Linked DNA regions of Sus scrofa: region 1 is linked to region 2. The links are chromatin contacts, called in public Hi-C maps. All regions are on one chromosome and are shown on one strand. Each heading gives the region's core, a stretch centred on a gene start, on an enhancer-like site or on the middle of the called end of the contact. The rest is flanking DNA. Distances are from core to core; before and after follow the strand shown. Region 1 holds the start of LOC100156937 (histone H2B type 1). Region 2 holds the start of LOC110261482 (histone H2A type 1-C).

Evidence for each region. A called contact is a pair of places that touch in the nucleus more often than the background predicts.
Region 1: a contact with region 2 is called in a Hi-C map of skeletal muscle, with 8 times the contacts expected there. The contact joins the promoter of LOC100156937 here to the promoter of LOC110261482 in region 2. A contact is called at or near these places in 4 of 5 promoter capture datasets (fetal skeletal muscle, liver and skeletal muscle), 6 of 47 Hi-C or Micro-C datasets (alveolar macrophages, embryonic fibroblasts, epiblast stem cells and 2 more) and 2 of 2 datasets of contacts at active chromatin or transcription factors (alveolar macrophages and skeletal muscle).

What each region holds. Positions count from the first base shown.
Region 1 is chr7:20,861,914-20,869,171 of Sscrofa11.1, reverse strand. It overlaps LOC100156937 (histone H2B type 1), which reads left to right and starts at 5,777. Exons shown (of 1, transcript XM_001927717.6): 1 at 5,777-6,388. The coding sequence starts at 5,840. The coding sequence ends at 6,220. LOC100155734 (histone H2A type 1) reads right to left here and starts at 5,578. Exons shown (of 1, transcript XM_021098431.1): 1 at 5,057-5,578. The coding sequence starts at 5,513. The coding sequence ends at 5,121.
Region 2 is chr7:20,784,623-20,791,367 of Sscrofa11.1, reverse strand. LOC110261482 (histone H2A type 1-C) reads right to left here and starts at 2,218. Exons shown (of 2, transcript XM_021098432.1): 1 at 1,075-2,218. The coding sequence starts at 1,599. The coding sequence ends at 1,207. It also overlaps the pseudogene LOC110261485.

The DNA of each region.
Region 1 (7,258 bases), core at 4,528-7,027, 74 kb before region 2:
CCCTGGACTCTTAACACACTGAGCGAGGCCAGGGATTGAACCTGCATCCTCATGGACACTAGTTGGGTTTGTTACTGCTGAGCTGCAAGGGGAACTCCCTCCCCAGTAGCCTTAAATCTTCTAATCTGGTATTTTGCAATCTGGGTTTATATTCAGTTGCTTTCATAATCGCCATATCTCTGTGAAAAAATTTTAATTTAAACAGTCAGTGCCAAACTTACATGACTAGACATAAATTTATATAATTCTCCCATTTTAACCTGTTGTCTCCATTGCTACCTCCACACTCCAAACACAGTTTCCCCTAGGATACACTGTTTTATAAAGGAGTCAGGAATAACTTTGGAGGCTAAGGAATGGGACCGATGTTGCTGAGGAGCTGAATTTTAAATTTTATTTAATTTTCATAATTTTAAATTTAAATGGGAATTTTTATGTACGTTTGAACAATCTGGGCAGGGGAACTCAATTTTAAACAATAAAGTGTATGGAATTTAAATACACATCATTTATAATAAAAAATCAGTATTAGATTGAATAAAATAACACCAAATTTGGAAGATTTTGGTTGAAAAAAAGAATATAAAATATTGCATTAGTAATGTCTTTGTATTGGTTATATGTTGAAATGAAAATGTCTTGGATGTTTTGGGTGAAATGCAACATAGTACTTAAGCAATCACATCTTTTTCCTTTTAAAAATATGGCTTCTGGAGTTCCTGTCGTGGCTCAGTGGTTAACGTATCCGACCAGGAACCACGAGGTTGTGGGTTCGATCACTGGCCTCGCTCAGTGGGTTAAGGATCTGGCCTTGCCATAAGTTGTCGTGTAGGTTGCAGATGCGGCTCAGATCCTGCGTTGCTATGGCTCTGCTGTAGGCTGTCGGCTATAGCTCTGATTAGACTCCTAGCCTGGGAACCTCCATATGCTGCGGAGTAGGCCTGAGAAATGGCAAAAAGACAAAAAAAAAAAAAAAAAAAAAAAAAAATTGGCTCCTGAAAATTTTCCTTTAATATGCGTGTCTTTCATTGTTTTCTTTGCACAGCACTGCTCTAAGATTCTTCCTTTCTCCTCTCTGTTTCTCTATCTGGCCTTGCTATCTTGGAATACAGTGGACATTCACTACATTTCTAGGAAACTGAACTATAGAGACTGGTCTCAAATTGACTGAAGCACTGTAAAAATACATCAATCAATCAATCAATCACATTAGAGAACAAAGGAGGCTTGTCAAATAAATCATTACTTATCAAGATAAGGAAAGATGAATTCCAGAAAAATTGGTGACCGTAGAATTCTTTACGGACGGAATATCAGAAGATGGAGATTACCTGAGAATACATGTGGTAGTTTTTTCCAAAAGTGCATTTCTTTCTCCTTCCTTCCTTCCTTCCTTCCTTCCTTCCTTCCTTCCTTCCTTCCTTCCTTTCTTTCTTTCTTCTTTCTTTCTTTCTTTCCTTTTCTTTCTTTCGTGGTGGTGGTGGTGGTTTGCCTGTGCCAAAGGTATGCAGACATTTCCCGACCAGGGATGGAACCCAACATCACAGCAGTGACAATGCTGGATCCTTAACTTGCTGAGCCATCAGGGAACTCCAAAAAAAAAGTGGGTTTTTTGAGAGAAAACTTTCAAAACTGATTATTAAAGCAGTGAGAGTCCGAAAGGGCCTAAGCTTCTGTATGATAGAATGTGGATTCAGTAGTTTTATCAAGAAGAAAAATCATTTAGTAGAAGTACAAATGCATTTTCTCAAAAGAAGGAAGAAAACAATTTATCATTTCTGGAAAGGAGGTAAAGATCATGAGCTGTGGTGTAGGTTGCAGACATGGCTTGATTCCCAAGTTTCTATGGCTGTGGTGCAGGCTGGCAGCTATAGCTCCGATGTGACCCTAGCTTGGGAGTTTCTTATGCCGTGCTGCATGTATGGCCCGAAAAAGAAAAAAAAAATCTTGAATGTTCTTCCATATATTCTCTCTCACTATATATTTTATATAAATAAAAATATATATGTATTTGGGGGGTAAGGATTTACAGTAAAATATATATATGTGTATATGTATATATGTGTGTGTGTGTATATATATATATTTTGCATTTTTAGGGCTGCACCTGCAGCATATGAAAATTCCCAGGGCCATGGGTCAAGCTGGAGCTGCAGCCATTTCTGCTACCTACCCTGTAGCTTGGGGGCAAGGGAGACCCTTAAACCACTGAGAGAGGCCAGAGATTGAACCTGTACCCTCAGGGATACTATTTCGGGTTCTTAATCTTCTGCAGCAGAATTTGAACAATCTAGTGTGAGAAAAATTATCTGAGACTTGGAACAGGGGCTGTGATGTCCAATATACAAGGTTACAGGCATCATAAGAATTCTGTGAGAATGTATTTTGATCATCTATTTACTGTTGATTAAAGGCATCAGTGATATTTCTTAACTTGTAGGGTTTTCTTTGGTAGAGATGCAAATAATTTCTGTCCAGTAGAACAAATAACTCCAAAGATTAATGACCTCTTGGATAAGAATTTTATTTTTACCCACTGATCAACAGTGGCAACTCCACTAAGTGTTTTTAAGATATTCTTGAGGCATGTGTTTCTGTTTAACTATTTATCAGTCTAATATCTATGAAGTATTCATGAATCTTGGTGTTAACTCATAGGATATTTTGATAATTTCAGTGACTTTTGTCCATTAGAGATGAATGTTATCTCTATCCAATAGAAAACATAACCTAAATTTTATAATTTAATTCAGCCATACGGCAATTAATAAACCTTTTCCATCTAAATTTGTTCTTTTGATTTTAATTCAATCTTTTTTTTCTGGGGTTGGGGGGTGGGGGGACTCTCTATACATCTTGGTTTTCAGCTCCAGCCCCTGTAACAAAACACTGATCAGCAAATGAACAATAAACAGGTTTATTAACATGTATATTTCATATGTGCATGGGAAGGACACCCATGAAAAAGCAATTCAAAGAGTGTTTAGAACCCCAGTTTATAAAGTATTTTGAAGAAAGAGCAGTAGGTTTGTAGAGAAATGATAGGATGAGGAAATTAGTTTTAGGGTTTGAAGAGGAAATAAATATATCGGAAGAAACAGTAAGGTTTTTTAGCAGATTTCTCTAGTGCCTCTCTGGTCTGACAAATATGAGGCAGTCTCCAGAACAGAGTTTATATCCTGCCTTAAGGCAGAAAAAGAGAAGGATAGAGAAAGCTTTATCTTGTTATTATTGCTTATTGACTAACTGCCCAGGGAGGTAAAGTAAGGGAAAGCATTGCAAGAATTCTTATTAACAAAGCAGATGGCTCTGAAAAGGCTTTTTCAGTTCCGAGTAAGCCAAAGTCTTGGGTTATGCCCTTTCCCCACAAATGTGGTGGGCAAGCTGGATGTCCTTGGACATGATGGTGACACACTTGGCGTGGATGGTGCACAGGTTGGTGTCCTTGAAGAGCTGAGCCCCACCAGGTAGGTCTTGCTGCTGGGTATCTTGTGAGTGGTCTGCTTAGTGCAAGCCATGAAGGTAATGTCAAGGAAAATTGGCTGGAGGGTATTTTGTGCTGGTGCTGTTTCTGACCTTATTTACAGAAGCAGATCAGTCTTGTTCCCAGGTCCCTTGTTGTGATCTAATTGGTTCTCACAATGCTTTTTGGAGAAATATGATTAGATTTCCATTATAGATTTAATATATAATATAATCATATTTCAAGTTTATGGTCCACTGTAAATTGAGTCCCTAACAAGGTTTCATGTAGTATTGATTTTAGTGTACTTCTTTCATTGCATTTTTGCTGAAGAGAAATAACCTAAACTAAACAATTCTCACTAATACTGCCATCTGCAAAATTTAAAATGCCTTCCCTGCCCTGTCATTGGTTAGCTATTCCTCCTTTGTTCTCACGTTTGATTTATTCTAGACTTTTTGACAGAAAGTTTGAGAATACATGTATATATAATAATGTATATACGTCATGCACATACACGAGAAACCTCTCAACATGAGGCATTATGGTCTTGATCCTTTGCCACTTACATATACTTTATGTCATCCATATAGCCTACAAACTCTGGTTTATGTCCTGACACAGAATTAAGGATTCTTGAGGTGCATCTTTTGTTTCAGTAAAAAGGGAGAGCAAAAACCTAACTTTATTAATTTTTTAAGACTTCCTGGTGTATAAAATGTGAGTCATGGCTAAATTCACCTCTTTGTGGCAAGGATGGGAGCAGCTTTCCATTTTTAACTTTAACTGGCTAGTACAGAGAAAACTTCATGGAAACTGCACAGCAAGTGTTCCAGAGCTTTCTATAAAAACTGTGTGGCTCTGAAAAGGGCCTTTAATTTCCAGAATGGGGACTGAAGAACTGCTAAATGTCAGTCACTACACTGATCCTAGAGGCATTAGGTGGTTTTGTTGTCAAAATAAATAAATAGATAAATAAAATAAAAAAAAATAAAGCATCCAATTTACATAGGACAAAACTGTACCAGGTTAGAAACTGGCCCCAAATCTCAGTTTGTCAATGGAAAATCCACGAATCCAATCCACACTCTCTGTTATGAGCCAGCATGTTAACTCCAGGCAGTTTCTGATGCCCTTTCAATGCTCTGGTTGTTTCACATGGTAGTTTGAGAAAGTTATCAGGAACAGAGAGCCTAACTTCCTTGCAGGGTTAGGAAAAAGCTACAGGGTTAGAAAAGGCAGTTTAGGACGAGCCGCCCGAGGTCTGGCCATTTCGTTTGATATGCTTGCCTTTATGAACCAAGTAGTTTGCCAGGCAAATATATAGACCACCAAATACTTCTGTAGGTAAGCCACGCTCAGGATTTACTGACCAAAGCCAGATTACTGGACTGTCTTAAATGTGTAGCCAATTATTGCGTATCCCGTTAGACATTAACCTATTTAACACTTTTTGCAAAATGATGCAGATCTCCAATTACTCCTTGGAGCTTTTGCTAAAGGCCTAGATTTTTACTACCCTAGTTCCAGTAAAAACTGTTTTTTTTTTTTTTTTTCTTTTAACACATGTTACTAGCTCTTTTTTTGAAATGGTAGGGGGCTCTGAAAAGAGCCTTTGGGTTTGAAAGCACTTCCGGAAGCTCAGGTCCCTGTCAAATCACTTGCCCTTGGCCTTGTGGTGGCTCTCGGTCTTCTTGGGCAGCAGCACCGCCTGGATGTTGGGCAGGACGCCGCCCTGAGCGATGGTTACACGACCCAACAGCTTGTTGAGCTCTTCGTCGTTGCGGATGGCCAACTGCAAGTGGCGCGGGATGATGCGGGTCTTCTTGTTGTCTCGTGCCGCGTTGCCCGCCAGCTCCAGGATCTCAGCGGTCAGATACTCCAGCACCGCCGCTAAATACACCGGAGCACCAGCGCCAACCCGCTCGGAATAGTTGCCTTTTCGGAGCAGGCGATGCACTCGGCCCACTGGAAACTGGAGACCAGCCCTAGAAGAGCGAGTCTTAGCTTTAGCGCGAGCTTTTCCGCCTTGCTTGCCTCGTCCAGACATTCTGGATATTTGCAGAGAAAGAAAAGCCACAGGAAAATCAGAAAAAAAATGACCTGTAAAGACCAACAAGAGGACACTTATAGTGCTGGATGGAATTGTAAATTGAGAGGTAGGATTGGTTAAAGTCATCTTGTTACTAGCCAACCAATAAGAAAGGCGATGTGATGCAAGTAAATTTACATAATCTCGTCACCAATATATTATCAAATCAGAACTGGATATTCTATAATACCTAATTTGCATAGACCGCCTATAAAAAGAGACGCTCTAAACGCAAGCAGACATTTAAGAATCTCTGTTTAGTGTGGTTCTGCAGTTCTGTTAAAATGCCTGAACCAGCGAAATCTGCTCCAGCCCCCAAAAAGGGCTCCAAGAAAGCCGTGACCAAGGCGCAGAAGAAAGATGGCAAGAAGCGCAAGCGCAGCCGCAAGGAGAGCTACTCCGTGTACGTGTACAAGGTGCTGAAGCAGGTCCACCCGGACACTGGCATCTCGTCCAAAGCCATGGGCATCATGAACTCCTTTGTCAACGACATCTTCGAGCGCATCGCGGGTGAGGCCTCGCGGCTGGCGCATTACAACAAGCGCTCGACCATCACGTCCCGGGAGATCCAGACGGCCGTGCGGCTGCTGCTGCCCGGGGAGTTGGCCAAGCACGCCGTGTCCGAGGGCACCAAGGCTGTCACCAAGTACACCAGCTCCAAGTAGATGTGCTTAAAGGCACCGTCAAACCCAAAGGCTCTTTTCAGAGCCACTTACATTTTCATTTAAAGAGCTGTGATCGTTTCCTGTCTGGGCATAATTTGTCCCTGAATTTTCTGTGCTTTCTGTTCAGGTAATTCCAGATAAAGAGCTCCTTGTTCTCAGTTTAAAAAAGGTGTGTTTTTCTGTCTTCACTGTTTTCCAGACCTTTTCGTATTCTAAAGAGGTCAGTGTGTAAAGGACTTTCTCAGGAAAACTGGACAGGCCAAATGGGTGGGATTAGAGAGAACTTTCCTTATTTCAGCGGTGGTCTAGTGCTTGGTAGCAGCAATTGTTTTCAGCTCCTAGCTTCTGCCCCCCCTCCCCCCCCCCCCGCCCCGGATTCTACCCTCCCTGTCTTCGCTCTGTCCTCAGAATTCTGAGCTTTACCTCTTTCAGGCCTTCCCTTTAAACTTAGTGATTCTATTTAACTGCCTTTTTTTGTGTGTCCCTTGAATACTACATTTGGTTCCTGTTTTCTTCAGTTTTTGGAACACTTCTACTTGGGTTTTGCTCTCTATTCCAAGAGCTGTGTAACTTAATCTTTGTAAAAATGGCCAATGGTTTTCTGTTTTCCTGGCTGCACATTGATTAACATGCATGATGTGAAGCCTTTCGTCATTTAAAGCTTTTGCTTACTTCCTAAAAGTAGCAGGCATGTTGATCATTATAAGATATTTTGTTTACTCTCAAGGAACGCAATCTCAGAAAGGTTTATCACCAATTCTCCCAAGTAAGTAAGGAATTTATTTAAGGAGACAGGAGAAATGAAATTGAGTGCAGCCCACGGGCCTTTGGAATACAGAGCTTTATCTCCTGCCTAATTAAGCCTTTCTTTTTGGATGACGAAGGACATGCCATGAAAGGTGAATAAGAAATGCACCAATGGTGTTACCTTGTGGCTCAAGGGTAAAGAACCTGACTAGTATCCATGAAGATTGCAGGTTCGATACTTGGCCCCACTCACAAAGGAAAGGGAGGTGGCCTAGTCCTGGGAGAGTTAAG
Region 2 (6,745 bases), core at 969-3,468:
GGAGTTGAAAAGAAGGATGGAGCTACCTCAAGACTATGGGATATCTGTGCTAACATTAGAAAGAGGAAGGCACATCCTGGGGAATCAGCTTGTTTAGATTATCTCTCCTTGCACACTGGAATTTGAATGCTCCAAAGAATGACTCCATGCAAAATGCTTCATTGAAGCTCCAGGAGTATTCGAATGAGTGTGTCTACCTAGGTGGTCCAGGTCCCACTCTTTGGCTGACTTAGCCTCCTTAATCATTCCCCATCCAAGTACCATCATCCAGAAGAAACACTTGGATACTGAACCCTGGAAAATAGGATCCTAAGGATTTTTGCACAGACCCAGATTGACGCTTTTGGTTTGGGTTGGCTAATTTACCAGATCCCTAGTAGTTAACTGTTTTGGGGAGGCCTGTCACCCTATTCTAATCCCTTTTCCGCTGCATCCAGAACCTAGGGGCTTGAGCACGTTATATAAAGTCAATTTTAGTTTGCTGACTGTCAGGCACTGATCTAGGCTAGGGACATTAGGTGGTTTGTCAGGAAAAAAAAAAAAAAAAATCAGTAAAAACACCATCACTCTACCCCCAATTTACATATAAGACTGTTACCAGGTTAGAAATTGGCCCCAAATCTCAATTTGTAAATGGAGAAAGCACAATTCCAATCTAGATTCAGTCTGTTCTACCACCTTAACTCCAGGCAATATTCAGATGCCCTTTTAATGCTCTGGTTCCAGATGGTATTTGAAGGTTAGCGCGAATACTGAGTGTGAGTTTAACTTCCTTGCAGGATTAGAAGTCTAATTGCTTGCAGTTTAGGATGAGGCGCCAGAGAGCCTGGTCATTTTACTTGGCCTTTGCCCTCACGAACCAGTTTGCTAGTCAAGTTTATAGGAACCACCAAATACCTCTGCAGGTAAGCCACACAAGTTACTGATCAAAACCACATCACTCGACTATCTTAAATACGTAGCAACTTGGCTTATCATTAGATTTCCTGCAAAGGCACACTTCTATTTACATCTCAAACTTTTTCTAAAAACCTAAAGTTTTTATTATCCCAGCTCCGGTAAAAATTAACTTACCTTTGCCTCGCCTTTTTCTTTCCCCTTTCATCTATAATGTCACTAGCTCTTTTTTTTGAAATAGTGGGGGGCTCTGAAAAGAGCCTTTGGGTTTGAAAGCACTTCCGGAAACCCTGGTACTGGTCTAATTAATCACTTGCCCTTGGCCTTGTGGTGGCTCTCGGTCTTCTTGGGCAGCAGCACGGCCTGGATGTTGGGCAGGACGCCGCCCTGAGCGATGGTCACGCGGCCCAGTAGCTTATTGAGCTCTTCGTCGTTGCGGATGGCCAGCTGCAGGTGGCGCGGGATAATGCGGGTCTTCTTGTTGTCGCGAGCCGCGTTGCCAGCCAACTCCAGGATCTCAGCTGTCAGATACTCCAACACCGCCGCCAGATATACCGGAGCGCCAGCGCCCACCCGCTCGGCGTAGTTGCCTTTGCGAAGCAGGCGGTGCACTCGGCCCACCGGGAACTGGAGTCCGGCGCGCGAGGAACGAGACTTGGCCTTGGCCCGAGCCTTTCCTCCTTGTTTGCCACGTCCCGACATAGGAAAAAAATAAAAAGAAAATAAACAAGACAAGACCAGTCGTTATGGAAGACCAAGTCTACAACTAGGTAAGACACAGCCGCTTTTATAGGCATTTCCTGGGGAGTAAATTCTGTTGCCTGATTGGCTATTAACCAGACACAGTCAAGTAGCCAATAGAAAAGCTTTATTTCCATCCCTCATTTGCATAGTTCTGCCCATAGATGACAGCCTTGCTGTTTTTCTTCCAATTAACTAAGACACGCTCTGCATCCCTCATTAGCATAAAGGCCCTATAAGTACCAGAAATCCGCTTCCTGCTTTCATTTTGATCTTGGTTTTTTTTCAGGTTCAAAATGCCTGAGCCAGCGAAGTCCGCTCCCGCTCCGAAGAAGGGCTCCAAGAAGGCGGTTACCAAGGCCCAGAAAAAGACGGTAAGAAGCGAAAGCGCAGCCGCAAGGAGAGCTACTCCGTGTACGTGTACAAGGTGCTGAAGCAGGTCCACCCGGACACCGGCATCTCGTCCAAAGCCATGGGCATCATGAACTCCTTTGTCAACGACATTTTCGAGCGCATCGCCGGCGAGGCCTCGCGGCTGGCGCATTACAACAAGCGCTCGACCATCACGTCCCGGGAGATCCAGACGGCCGTGCGCTGCTGCTGCCTGGGGAGCTGGCCAAGCACGCCGTGTCCGAGGGCACCAAGGCTGTCACCAAGTACACCAGCTCGAAATAAATTGCCAAGTAAGCATCTTTACACTTACCCCAAAGGCTCTTTTCAGAGCCACCCACATGTCCACAAAGAGAGCTGCAATCTCTAACACTTGGTTTTGTGTGATTGCGTGAGTGGTAGAGTTATTTGTAACTTTGTAATTGGGTGTAAGGTGTTACACAATTAAAACCGCTGCTGTGTTGTTGACACGGTCATGCCAAAGTGTTAATCACTGTTTTCTGCCTTAGGGCTTAGCCCCCAAGTGTAAAGTCCACTCTATTTTGTGGGTTGCAGTGATCAGTGTGCTGCAGTTGGTCTGGGGTGATTGGAACATGAAAAACCTGCTTAGGTTTCTGGTGCCTTGTGTAACCAGTACAGTCAGAATTGAATGCTTTAGGGACGCTTGCAATTTGACAAAAGCTTCCTGTAAGTTCGGGAAACTAGGCGGGAAGAGAGCAGGGGCGCTGTGGATGGAACTTGGCAATACAAAGTGTCTAATAGAGAAACTTCCTTACCTGGCAGTCCTGGGCGGGGGGAGATGGTTCCTGAGAAATTCCGCATTCCCTTAAGCACTTGGTCATTTTTGCTCTAAGGGAAGATTTTGAGGTGAGTGAAACACATTTTCCATTTTATTTTATTCGTCTAGAACACATTTTCTGAACCTAGGAGTAAAATTTGCTTTTTTTGTAAAAAAGTGGGACAATACAGGAGGTAAAATTGGCTACAAAGAGAACAAGGCTTTTTCATTTGTTTTGGTGTTTTTTTGGTAGGATTTGGGGTAAGATAGCGTATCATTTAGATTGCTTAACATAAAGACCCGGTGATCTTAAATGTGCTGTTTTCTTTTGACATCTTGGAAAAATACTGAGGCCTGTCTGGTGCTAGACAGACAATTTGAGCAGGACTTCACCATCATTGGCTGTCTAACCTGGAAGTTACCTGAGAAATGAGGGGCAGCCCTGGCCCAATTAAGGCAGAAGTGCAAATATATAGGACAATGACAGATGCTTGTCACAGGAGATCAGCCAAATTTTAAGATTCCCCAAGTCCTTAAACAACTAAAACAGATTTTTTTTCTCTGCCCCTAGTGAGCCTGCCCAAGGACTTAATTGTCCCAAGTCAGACAAATGTCTCCTCACTGCCAATCTGTTTACACCATAAATGTCCAAACAGATTCACTATTCCCAGAACGACTGCAAGTTGATTGGTTTGTTTTCTTCTCTTCCCTTTTTTCCTTATAAATAAATTCTGGTTTGTCTCTATTAGATGAAGTAGTTCTGTTGCTTGATTTCTCTTCAGTACGAGAGCAGGCTGGCTAATCATTAATTCCTTTACCATTTATTTTTTGACGATTCCACCAAGACATTGTTTACCTGACTCCTACCACAGTAATCAAAAGAAGTTCAGGAACTTGGCCAGCCCTGGCTACTGAGTTTTCTGTTCATCTTCCCTTGACTCTTGCATACTAAAATTTATTTTTTGCCTAAGTTTGTTTCTTATGTTGGTTCTTAGACTGTACTCAGTTGATTGGATACACATTAATGGTTTTAGGTCAGATCATTAAGTGATTAGTTGATGTTAGCGGACAGGGTATTTGGAATTTGGTTTCTTGCTAATTTTTTGGGTTGTTTGTATTTGTCTAAGAATTCTGATATGCTCTGGCATTTGAGAACACAGGGTCAGGAATTTGGTGTTTTTCTTTCTGGCCTTTGAGGGAATCTACTCTGTTTGGCTTTTTGTGTCTATGTACTATGGGTTCTTTTAACTAAAAATCAAAGTTTATTTCCTCCTTTCAAAACTCTGTTTTGGGGATTACTCTATATGAATCCAAATAATTGTCAGTATCTGTAAAAATAACAGTCCTGCTCCAAAGATAATAAGAAATTAAAGTAACTGCCAAAACTTTTTAAATGTTAGACTTAACTGGAGACAAGAAAGAAAACAAGGAAATGGAAACTCCAGCATGCAATTGGCTGAAGCATTTAAAGTTTATGCTTCAATAATTCCAAAAAACTACTGTCCCTTCAGGATCTTTGGGTCAGAAAGAAGAAACGTGTCATTATAAATAGAACTATTGAACAAGGAAAAAAAAAAGAGGGCTACTAATACCTTTATAAATAAACATTTAATAGTTTATAAACCCTAATGAGTTATTCGTGAAGTTATGGCACTGAAAATTAGAATTTCCTACCAAACTTAAAAAGGTATCAGAGAATTTACTCATATTTGCAGTAATGATGTTCCCTGAGGGATCTCTGGTCTTAATCCCTTTTGTTTCTTTAACTGATCATCACTTAAATCTCTGGCTTTGTTTTTAAATTAAATACCTTTAAATGCTGTTCCAGTTTCACAATAAGCCCCTCCAACTTATATGATGATTGAGAATATTTTCTGCTTTATGAATACAAGTAATTTTGAGCAAATGATCTACCTCGGCGCGAAATTAAAATATTATCATGTAAACTTAGAATTTTAAATAGCTTACCTAAGATGAAAAATCACATCAATTTAAAATAAGAGCAAAATCATATTTCTCCTGATCCTTTAAATGTGCTACTTCTTTAAGTTGTAACTAAGACAAAAAAAGAAAGTTTAATTGAATTTATATAGTGGTCTTAGGTAACAGCTTACAAGATAAGAAACAAGACTACTCCATTTTTTAACAGCTTAAACATTTTAATACATGGTTAAATATTAATAAATTTAATACATTCGTTGGAAAAAAAATCACACATTTTTGAGTTCCCTTTGTGGCTCAGTGGAAACCAACCTGACTAGTATCTGTGAGGATGCAGGTTCTATCCCTGGCCTTGCTCAGTGGGTTAAAGGATCCAGCATTGTTTGAGCTGAAGTATGGGTTGCACATGCGCTGGGATCAGGCATTGCTGTGGCTGTGACTTAGGCCAGTGGCTGTAGGTCTGATTCTACTCCTAGTCCGGAACTTCCAGATGCTGCTGTGGCCCTAAAAAAAAAAAAAAAAAATCATATTTCTAATTAAGATAATTTTTGGATGATTTGATAACTTAATTTTGCTTTAAAAAATGGCTCTACTCCTTTTATTTTTTTTTGTCTTTTGTCTTTTTAGGGCTGCACCCACAGCACAAGGAGGTTCCCAGGCTAGGGGTCTAATCAGAGCTGTTGCTGCTGGCTTACGCCACAGCCACAGCAATGCCAGATCAGAGCCCCGTCTGCGACCTACACCACAGCTCACTGCAAGGCCGGATCCTTAACCACTGAGTGATGCCAGGGATCAAACCCGAAAACTCATGGTTCCTAGTCGGATTTGTTTCCACTGCACCACAATGGGAACTCCACACTCCATTTTCTTTATTACTGTCATAATATAGTTATAAAAATAATGTTTGTAAAATATTCTAGTTTACTCAAATACAGGGGTTATTTTCTCTTAAACAAAAAACCTAATTTAAATTTACTTAATTTCTTCAACTCAATATACTGATTAGATCAGTTAACCACTTTACTTAAAATTTTACATTACACAAATTACACATTGTACTAAATTATTACAAGATGGTGATAATGTAAATAACATAATTTTAAAAAAGGAATTTTGTTTGTTCGTTTTTTTTGTTTGTTTTAGGGCTGCACCCGCGGCAAATGGAGGTTCCCAGGCTAGGGGTCAATCGGAGCCGTAGCCACCAGCCTACGCCAGAGTCACAGCAACGCAGGATCTGAGCTGCATCTGCAACCTACACCACAGCTCACAGCAAGGCCGGATCCTTAACCCACTGAGCAAGGCCAGGGATCAAACCCACAATCTCGTGGTTCCTGGTCGGATTCGTTTCTGCCGCGCCAAGTCGGAACTCTGGGATTCTTTTTTTATTTTATTTTAAAATTTTATTCATTTGTTTTTGGCCTTACTTGTGGAAGTTCTTGGGCCAGGAACTGAACCCAGGCCACAGCAGTAACCAGTGCCACAGCAGTGACAATGCCAAATCCTTAACCCATGAGTCATCAGGGAACTCATATAATGGAATTAATTTTTATAATGTTACAAATCACAAGGGCTCAATGTGTCAGTTTAAATACCGAATTCAAAGTCTATGGATAACTTAAAGAAATTAGGTGAATAATGAGTAAATAAATGCCTAATTTTGCATACCTGAACACTTTCTAAATTGAAGGGTACAAAATACCTACCAGTAACAATCATTAGATCTATGCAAGTCTTTTATTTTGTACACAGTTAAGAATGACCATAGAGTAACAGGTTAGAAAATACGTAGATGCCTGAGGAAAAGGGAAAGAGATATGCTTGTTTTTGATTAAATTCGTTAAAGGGAAATGTCAATTGTACATGTCGTCCCAGAGGACCAGTCAGGTTTTGCATGGCCTCCCAGTTTCCTTATGCCTGTGAGGGAACTCAATCGCCTGCCTTTTTTAAGGGCTGTTGTTAACACAAACAGCTCTTACTCTACCGAGTATGATAGCTACA